2 separate regions of the Mus musculus genome follow, and region 1 is linked to region 2. The links are chromatin contacts, called in public Hi-C maps. All regions are on one chromosome and are shown on one strand. The core of a region is the stretch at or near the end of the contact, and the rest is flanking DNA. Distances in the headings are between cores, read along the strand shown.

The links. Hi-C and Micro-C count contacts between places; a contact is called where the count stands out from the background.
Region 1: a Hi-C map of nephron progenitors shows a contact between it and region 2, with 5 times the contacts expected there. The contact joins the promoter of Zfp772 here to the promoter of Zfp418 in region 2. A contact is called at or near these places in 1 of 39 promoter capture datasets (macrophages), 1 of 484 Hi-C or Micro-C datasets (nephron progenitors), 6 of 115 datasets of contacts at active chromatin or transcription factors (the 230-238 cell line, effector CD8 T cells, embryonic stem cells and 3 more) and 2 of 9 other capture datasets (adipose tissue and liver).

What each region holds. Positions count from the first base shown.
Region 1 is chr7:7,207,578-7,212,044 of GRCm38.p6, forward strand. It overlaps Zfp772 (zinc finger protein 772), which reads right to left and starts at 2,421. Exons shown (of 5, transcript NM_145577.2): 1 at 2,141-2,421. The coding sequence starts at 2,218.
Region 2 is chr7:7,169,943-7,174,451 of GRCm38.p6, forward strand. It overlaps Zfp418 (zinc finger protein 418), which reads left to right and starts at 1,411. Exons shown (of 4, transcript NM_146179.2): 1 at 1,411-1,616; 2 at 2,195-2,233. The coding sequence starts at 1,590.

The DNA.
Region 1 (4,467 bases), core at 1,171-3,670, 39 kb after region 2:
GGTTGTGAGTAATAAGCAAGAGTGTTGGTATCCCAAAGGTTCACCCAAGTCCCCTCTCATACATGCAGTCAGGTACCCACTGCGCTCCATCCCTTAATGGTGTCTCTTACTGGGTGACCTTGGACAAAGAATCAATCTCTTCAGTTTGTTACCTGAGGATAAAATTTAATGTTTTATTGACGTGAAGAGACACCATGGCCAAGGAAATTCTTACAATTAAAAGAAAGCATTTAACTGGGTGCTAGCTAACAGTTTCAGAGTGTTCGTCCAGGATTAGCTTGGTGGGGAGAAGAGAGGCCAGGGCAATACCTGAAGTCTTTACATTCTGATCTACAGGCAGCAGACACACACACACACACTTGCACTGGATTAGGCGTGGGCTTCTGAAACCTCAAAGTTCACTCCCAGCCACGCCCTTCCTCCAACAATACCTTACCTCCTAATCCTCCCAATTCTTCTCAAACAGTTCCACACTCTAGGGACCGAGCATTCAAATATCTAAGCCTATGGGAACTGTTCTCATTAAAACTAACATACCTTCCTATTCCAAAAAGAGACTAATAGGGCTGGAGAGATTACCCTCTTTTGGTGTGTCTGAAGATAGCAACCATGTACTCATATACATAAAATAAATAAATCTTTAAAAAAACAAACAAAAGAGAATCACAGTCTCAAATTCAGTCCTGTGTGTCAAGTATTTGGTACAGGCTCTTCCTGAGCACATGACTAATGTTTCTTTCAAAAGTTTCACAAATGGGTACATATGATTTCAAAATGTTGTTTTGTCTACCCACATTGAATTAAGACTTTGGAATTAATTAGCCTTTACACAACATTTGCAAGGCAGAAGCAAGCAGACTTTTGTGCATCTGAGGCCAACATGATGTATATAGGTCAGCTAGAGTCATGGGGTGTGTCAATGGGGAGAGGGAGGATAGCTAATAACAAGGCAGACTACTCAAATGCTGAATGCAATCATAGAATTGTAAAATCTTTCAGTAGTATTTAAAAATTAGTAATATTAATTTTAATTACTAATATAACTTAGTAATATTATTTAAAAAATAAAATTATTTTTAATTTAATTTTCCCTCACAGCTACACTTAGTTCAGCAGCACATCCTGATGGCTGAGTTTTTAAAACTCATTGGAAAGGTAGGAGTGGTTGGCTCCGATTAGGGCTCTTCCACCATGAACCAGAGTTCAGTTGGCAGCCCTTACCCAAAGGAGACCCTAACCCACAAGAAGGCAAATCTCTGTGAATTTGAGGCTAGTGTGGTGTAAACAGTGAGTTTGAGCCTAGATCAAAAGTAAATGAATAAAGTAAAAATATAACAAAGGGTTCTTTAATCTCATCACTTGTGAGTTAGAGATAGAAGAATCTCTCTGAGTTTGAAGACACCCTGGTACATAGAGAGACAGGACAGCCATGACTACATAGAGAGGCCCAGTCTGAGGGAGAAGGAGGGGAGAGGGAGAGGGGGAGGGGGAGGGAGAGGGAGAGAGGCAAAGGAATAGGGAGAGGGGTTAAGGAAGACGGAAGAGGAGAGAGTGGAAAGGGTAGAGGGAGGGAGGGAGAGCAGGAGCCCACCAGGCCTCCTGGGGGCGGTGGAGGAGGAAAGGAGGTGGGGGAGAGGGGCATACAGAGAGAATAAAATAACTCCATCAAAGATCTGAACACCACCATCACCCACCCTACAACTCCCCCACCCCTGCTACAGCTTGCATTCCAACTCAAACATGAGTGCACAGGATTTACCCAAGGATTCACAGGTCTCTGCCTACACCCATATTACCCCCACCCCATGCTCAGAAAACTGACTAGATGGAATCTCTCACCTGTTCAAATCTTCTTGGCCACCAGAATCTAATCTAATTCCCTCATCTAATGCCAGTAGAGCTCAGGCCCTCCCACAAGCCTTGAGAGGTACAGTCCACCACACTGAGTCAGATGGGATGGCTCAAGCGATCTAGCACACAGATGACAAAAACAAAACAAAACAAAACAAAACAACCCAACTACCATAATTTCGTCCACCGGTGCCCTACAGTCGGGGACATGGGAGTCTACCCTGTTGGCTCCTGACCCAGATCTCAGCGCTCTAGAACTCAGGTAGGTGGGCGATCACTAGGCACTCACCTGGGGCAGGGCTCCACCCGCAGCCTCCACAATCACCATTGGGCTCCACTGGCCAGCCGGGCCCTGGGATGTGGCCATCCCTCCTCCAAGCTTGGATTAGATCACACGGGCTGTCGAAAACCTCAGCTCCGTCTCCGTGACGGAGGAAAAACGCCTCAACTCTACAGTTTTCCTGCCATGACCAATACTGATAAAACCAGTTTTCTGTGAAGCAGACTGACAGATCCAGAAAGTTTCAAAGAACCTCCTGCACGCAAAGCCGAAAGTCCCGCCCAGCGTCCTTTTGTCGTCACTAACGCGCCTATTTTCATTGGCTTTTCTCGGTGCAATGTCTTCTGGACAATGTAGTTCAGACGTGATCAAGCGCCAGGAAGTGGACACACCTCCCCAGATGGAGCCTTACACTCAATCTGTTAGGGAGAGTGTTGTGATTATAGATGTGTCAATATTTCCTTGAGCTCCAAAAGCCGGGCTTGCTGAAACACTCCTGAATTCCAGAACTGCTGGCAGAGGCAAGTTGATGTTTGGGATTAGAAACTAGCCTGTCACAGTGAGTTCCAGACCAGACAGAAAACCTTACAGAGTGAACATGACCCTAAGCTGGGCCATGTGAGGAGAGGAGATCTGAAAAGAGAAAGAGGGGCCTCCAACCAAGAGGGACCACCTGAGCCAAGAGACTAGCACAGCTAAAAGTGGCTGAGTTATAGAGTGGTCAGAGGAGCTGGAAGGAGGAAAGCCCAGGGGATCACCTGGACTGGGGAGTTTGGGCTGTGTGGTGGCTGGGGGTTGGGGGGAGGCATGCCAGCCAGGAACAGAGGGATGCTGAGAGGCCACTGTCCAGTTTGATATGTTAATGGACACTTTAGTTCAACATTTTTGCCTTGGATTTAAGACCCAACAGGTTATAGGTCTTTGTGTGAATGATACCTGACAGGTCTTCTTGCAAAGAAAACTTAGGAAATTACCATAGAGGAAGAAAGAAAGGACATATTTGGAATCGAGTATCCTTTCACCACTGATCTCAAGAATTCAAACTCTTCTCAGTTATACACATCAGACAGGAGGTCATCACGAATAACTTTTCTATTATGCATTCCCATGCTAAGAGAAATTTGGGGATGCATTACGGGATTCAGCCCAGAAAATGACTTTGGTGTGGCACTGAGGATGCACTTCACTTCAAAGGAAAGACTCGAGTAGCAGCTTCCCGGGGAAAGGGAACACTGGAGCATATGTACTGTGATCTAGTCTGCTGGGAGTCCTGTTAACTCCTTAACACTGCTTCTCCACTGTCCATCTCTGCAACTGCCCTGGTATCCATGGCTAACTGTCTGAACTATGTTGACCAGAACCCACTGTGTGCAGAAAGGCAGGAAGAGTGGTGGGAGTTGTTAGTGCATACATATAATCCTAGTGGATATCTGAGTTTGTGGCTAGCTTAGTCTACCATCTAGTGCAGCCAAGGCTACACAGAGAAAGCCTGACTCAGAGGAAAGGAAGAAAGGAGAGAGGGAGAGGGAGAGGGAGAGGGAGAGGGAGAGGGAGAGGGAGAGGGAGAGGGAGAGGGAGAGGGAGAGGGAGAGGGAGAGGGAGAAAAGGTTTTCCCCTGGAGCTGAGACAGGTCTGAAGTCTGCACCACCACAGTATAACTGGTCTAAGCCTTGGGTACAAACGCCCCTATCCATGTGCCTCTCTGCACATCCCTGTCTGCTGGCCTGTTGATGCTGGATGGGTGGCAGAGAATCCTTAGCTTACCTGATTGTTGCAGCACCCTGGTGTGTGGGTCCTAAGCCCAGGCAGAGGGCTGATGTCCCTGATAGTGATCCAGTCTTACAGTCCAATTTTATTTATTAATTTTACTCTTATAAAGATGGTGTTTGCGGCCGTGTGGCATTGGTACATATAGCAGACATATGATGGAGTTCAAGGTCAGTCTGGACTACAGAGTGAGTTTCAGGACAGCCAGAGTACACAGAGAAACCCTGTCTCAAAAAGCAAGCAAGCAAACAAACAAACCAGAGAGACAGAGAGACAGAGAGAGACAGAGAGACAGATGGAGACAGAGATGTAGCCAACACCAATGCACAATGATTTAGTTCTATGCTGATTTTGTAATGAAGACAATAAATTCATGAGTTCTTACTCACCTAAAAAAGGTGTGTGCTTGTGTATGTTCCTACACTTATGCAAGTCAGAGTACAATTTAGAAAAGTCACTTTTTTTCACCTACCATGTCGATTCAGATGATTAAATTTATGTAGCTGCTTTCCCCCTTATCATATCACTTATGCTGAATTTCTACTTTAGGCAACCATGTGCAAGAGCAG
Region 2 (4,509 bases), core at 161-2,660:
GTACCTTTTGCTCCTGTAGGCACTTCTCACTCTGCACCCTACGCTAACCCAGGGACCTCCCTTAAGTTCCCTCAATTTCTCTTTCCTCAGCCACAGGATCTCTTGGCTTACTCTTGCCTCTCTTGATCAGCTTGCTCCTACCCCCTACCCCTTCTCTGTCTCTGTCTCTGTCTCTGTCTCTGTCTCTGTCTCTTCTCTTCACTTCTTCCCTTGAATTCTCTCTCTCTCTTGGTCTGTCTGAATCTTTCTAGATGCCTCAGTCTATACTCTCCCTTACATCTACAATAAAAATTTCCTCTTCCACCATACCCTGGAGCTATTGTGTCTTAATTTTCATTCAGAGGGAAAAGCAAAACAGCCTGAATGTTAAATTGTGTGTCCTTCAGAACAGGTATAAAGTGAACATTTCTAACAAAATTTACTACTGTTTCTCCTAGGATATAAAAATCTCTGTAATGTGCCCAGAGTGATGGCCCATGCCTTTAATTCCAGCACTCCAGAGACAGGAGGATCCCTATGAGTTAGGGAACAGCGTAGTTTACATAGTGAGTTCCAGGCCAGCCAGGCTTATGAAGTGATGCCTTGTCTTAAAACAAAGAAACAAATAATACATTAATAAGTTATTGTATTGAAAAAGAACAATTCAGCCATAGGAAGCTCATGCCTGGGGAGAAAGCTCAGTCAGGAACTCCGTCATTGCCTCACCTTGCCCTCCCCACCCTGTTAGCTTCTGCTAGTGCTGTGAATACCTGATTGGATGATGTTGTCCCTTTATGGTGCTCCTTGTTCTTTCCTGAAGTTACCTGATAGGACATTGTTCTGCGGGGGATCTCCCCCATTAGGACTCACAGATGGCTGCCTTGTTTGGTTTTTGCTGGATATTTTCTCCCAACTAGATGTTTTGGTATTTCTTTCTTCATATTTATTCTTCAATTTGGCTTACTCTATATTTAACTCACTCATTCTAAATGCAGAGTGGCTTACAAAACCTCTCAAGAGAGGCTCGAAAAGTTTTTCCTGTCTGCTGTTTTAACTTTCAAAATTTGGGCTAAATTATCTCTATTTAAAACATGCTACAGTGTGTCGAATATCTTTCCATAAGTAGCAACATATTTCTTCACTAAGCATGGTCAGAGATGTGTCAGCATTGCATCTGGAGTGTTTTCCTTTATAAATACATATAGGTTCCCCCAAATAAAATCCCAAATAAAATCCCCACTCTTCCTTTACTGCAGAAATATTCTGAAACAAATTAAGATCATTGTGAGGATGGATTATGGGCTGCTGTTGGTTCAAGCCTGAGCAGTAGGAACTACATTACCCACAATGCCAAGAGCAGAGTAGCAAACTGCTGAGCCAAAGAGGGCAGTTTCTGCCTGGGAAGGTCGACAGACATTGGGCGGTACTTCCTGCATTTTGTCCTGTCTTTGGTTTAACTGTCCATGGGTTGGTATTTGGAGGATTCTGAGCTTTAAAATCAGCAAGTTAGACTAAAGGTACGAGAGCGAACAGGCACTGGGTGTCGGCCAAGCAGACCATCATCAGCCGCGGCGGCCGTGCACCGGCCCCTGCGTACTCTACAGAGCCGGATGGCGGCGCTGAAGCACCTGGCTCAGGTAAGTGCCACATACTAGGCGCTCCCTCTCCCTAGATACTTTGAGTCCTAGAGCCCCTTGAGGACTCCCGCTCAGCTCACATCCTTATGAAAAACTTAATCCCTGTGTCCAGAACAGTGCCAAGCTCGTGGATGGGATCCGCATTTCTCGTAACTAGTCTGATGAGGCATGGAAGAGTGGGACCAAGAGAAGAGTGATTGACTGATTTGTGTGGGCAGTATCACGTTTGGCCACTTTAACCGGGAGCATTCCAGCCTAAAAAAACGGCAAGGTGAGGTGCATTAACTATGCCCTCACTACGGAGGAGCCAGCGGGACTGAATGGAAGATAAATGTAGCTAGAGGTTATTCAAAATATTCCAAAAGCTGCACAGAGTTAGAGCGGGCTGGAAGAGAATAATATGGAGCCCTCAGGAGAATAAAGCTTTGTGCAACATCCCGCAGCTGCTATGACTCAGCACTATGCATAGTTTAGAGATAATTTAGATATAAAAGGTTATGAAGATTCAGGACTGGACAGGGGTCCAGGTCCATGAAAACTTACCATGGTCTTTGATTCTTACAACTTTCTTCCCACAGGTTCCCAGATCTACAGAAAAGGGTATGGTCTGTATACAGGTGAGTGTGGGGTGTTCTAGTAAGTTCACCAGTGTGGCCACACTTCTTGCCTCACGTTGGTAGTGGAATTCATTTTTGTGGGGGTTCTTAAGAATGGAATGTAACATTTAGCATGGAGGCATATCCCTGGAGTCTGAACACTAGAGAGGACCAAGGCACGTTCAAAGCCAGCCTGGGATACATGGTGAGACCCTAAGAAAGAATGAGTGATTGATAAGATAGCTCAGTTGGTAAAGGCACTTGCTACCAAGCCTGAGTACTTAAGTCAGTCCCCAGAACCTACATGATAAAGGGAGAGAACTGATTCCTGAAAATTGTGCCCTGCTTTTCTACTTGTACACTCACATACATATGCATACTGGGAGAAAATAAATAAATAAATAAATAAATAAATAAATAAATAAATAAATACAAAAAGAGGGAGACTGAGATTTCAAAACCCAGTAGTATAGTGGGAATGTCAGCCGCTGGCTAGTCACACAGATCTACAACTCTGGGGAAAATTAAGCATGGAGACATCCTGATTGCTGAAGGCTGCTGTTTATCCTTGAATACGGGTGGATTAGGAAACAGAATCAGCTTTATTTTATTATTTTAATACTTTTAAAATGTTATCCCCCTTCCCAGTTTCCCCTCCACAAACCCCCTATCCTATCCCCCTCCTCTCTGCTTCTGTGAGGGAGCTCTCCCACCTCACTGCCTTAGCATTCACCTGCTCTGGGACATCAAGCCTCCATAGAACCAAGGATGCCATTGATGCCAAATAAGGCCATCCTCTGCTACATATCCAGCTGGAGTCATGGGTCCCTCCATATGTACTCTTTGATTGGTGGTTTAGTCCCTGGGAGCTCTAGGGTGTTAGGGAGTGTCCTGAAGGCTTTTTCTTAACTCCTTTGATCAGGTGATACTCCTTCCTGCCTCAGCCTCCTAAGTGCTTATACAATGAGAGTCTGCCATCATGGCCAAAAGGAAGCTGGTCTTGTTAGTAATACCATAAGCATAACACCATACACACACACACACACACACACACACACACACACACACACATCGCACCAACATTTAGGAAGGATTCTTGAAGTGTCTGAAAAGTGAAGAGTTTCATTCTAGGAATTGAGAGCGCAAAGTGTTCATCTGGGAGAATCAGTGTATCTGCAGAGGAGGCCCCTGTAGCTAGACTTTTTGGTAGAGCTTTGTTAGAGGAAACCTGTGACTGTTGAAGTGGCATTAAATGCCACATGTATGATGGTGGCTAACACTGGAGCAAGGAACAGAGTCAGCCAGCAAGGCATTAAGAGAGGATGGCAGCTGCCTCTGACACTAGGAAGCCTCAAAATTTGGGTAGTGATGGATCTTGCCTCCATATATGAAGCTTTCTCTAGATACCTCCTGCTAAGTAATGCAGGAGCCCAAGGAGATGCCTGTGGTATATGCTGTGGAGTTTGAGGTGGCTGTGGGAATGAGCTGTTATAAGAGAGGTGTGGACTAAGTGAAACACATAGAGATGGAAAATGTTAGCAGGCCCTGCGACTTGGATAACAGACACTTTCTTGGTTTTATGGAGGAACCCTAGGAAAATTGCAGAACAAAGTTGATTGATAAGCTTTCCAAAGTCTTTAAGTACATGGAGAGGGACATTTGAGTAGTGTTATCTTTAAATGTGTTTGGAATTGTCTTGGGTTCAGGGTGTCCCACCCAGACACACCCAGACACACCCAGACACACACACACACACACACACACACACACACACACACACACAGAGACACTTTCTTTGGTTAACAGGCATTTTGTACCCCTCCTACCATTGCAGTAGGACTCCGTGACTTGATTTGTGAGCAAAGAATCAGCTGTAATAGGGCCCTTGCTTTAGTGCTTTAGTGCATGAATGACTGTGGACTGGCTGGGATAAGAGTGGGTACCACAGCTTCTGCTCTTGGTAGTATAACAGGTACAGAAAGACCTACCACATGCAAAGGGAAATGGCTATATTTCAAAAAAAAATAAAAAATTACCACCTGTTGCTTAAAGCAAAAAGTCATTTAAAAAACAAACAAACAAACAAACAAAAAAACCAACAAAAAAACCCCCAAAAAGCCTCACTGTGGTTTTTATGTTCCATCTTCTCATTCCATGGCCTCAAAAGAAGTCTTGATGGCCCTTTATTGTCAGGTCCAAAATGCATAGCTACTCCTCATCCTTCTGTGGGTGCAGAGGGAGGATGTAGTGATCTGGGAATAGAGTAACAGGTGTTAGCCTTCGTGTGTTAAGCTTTT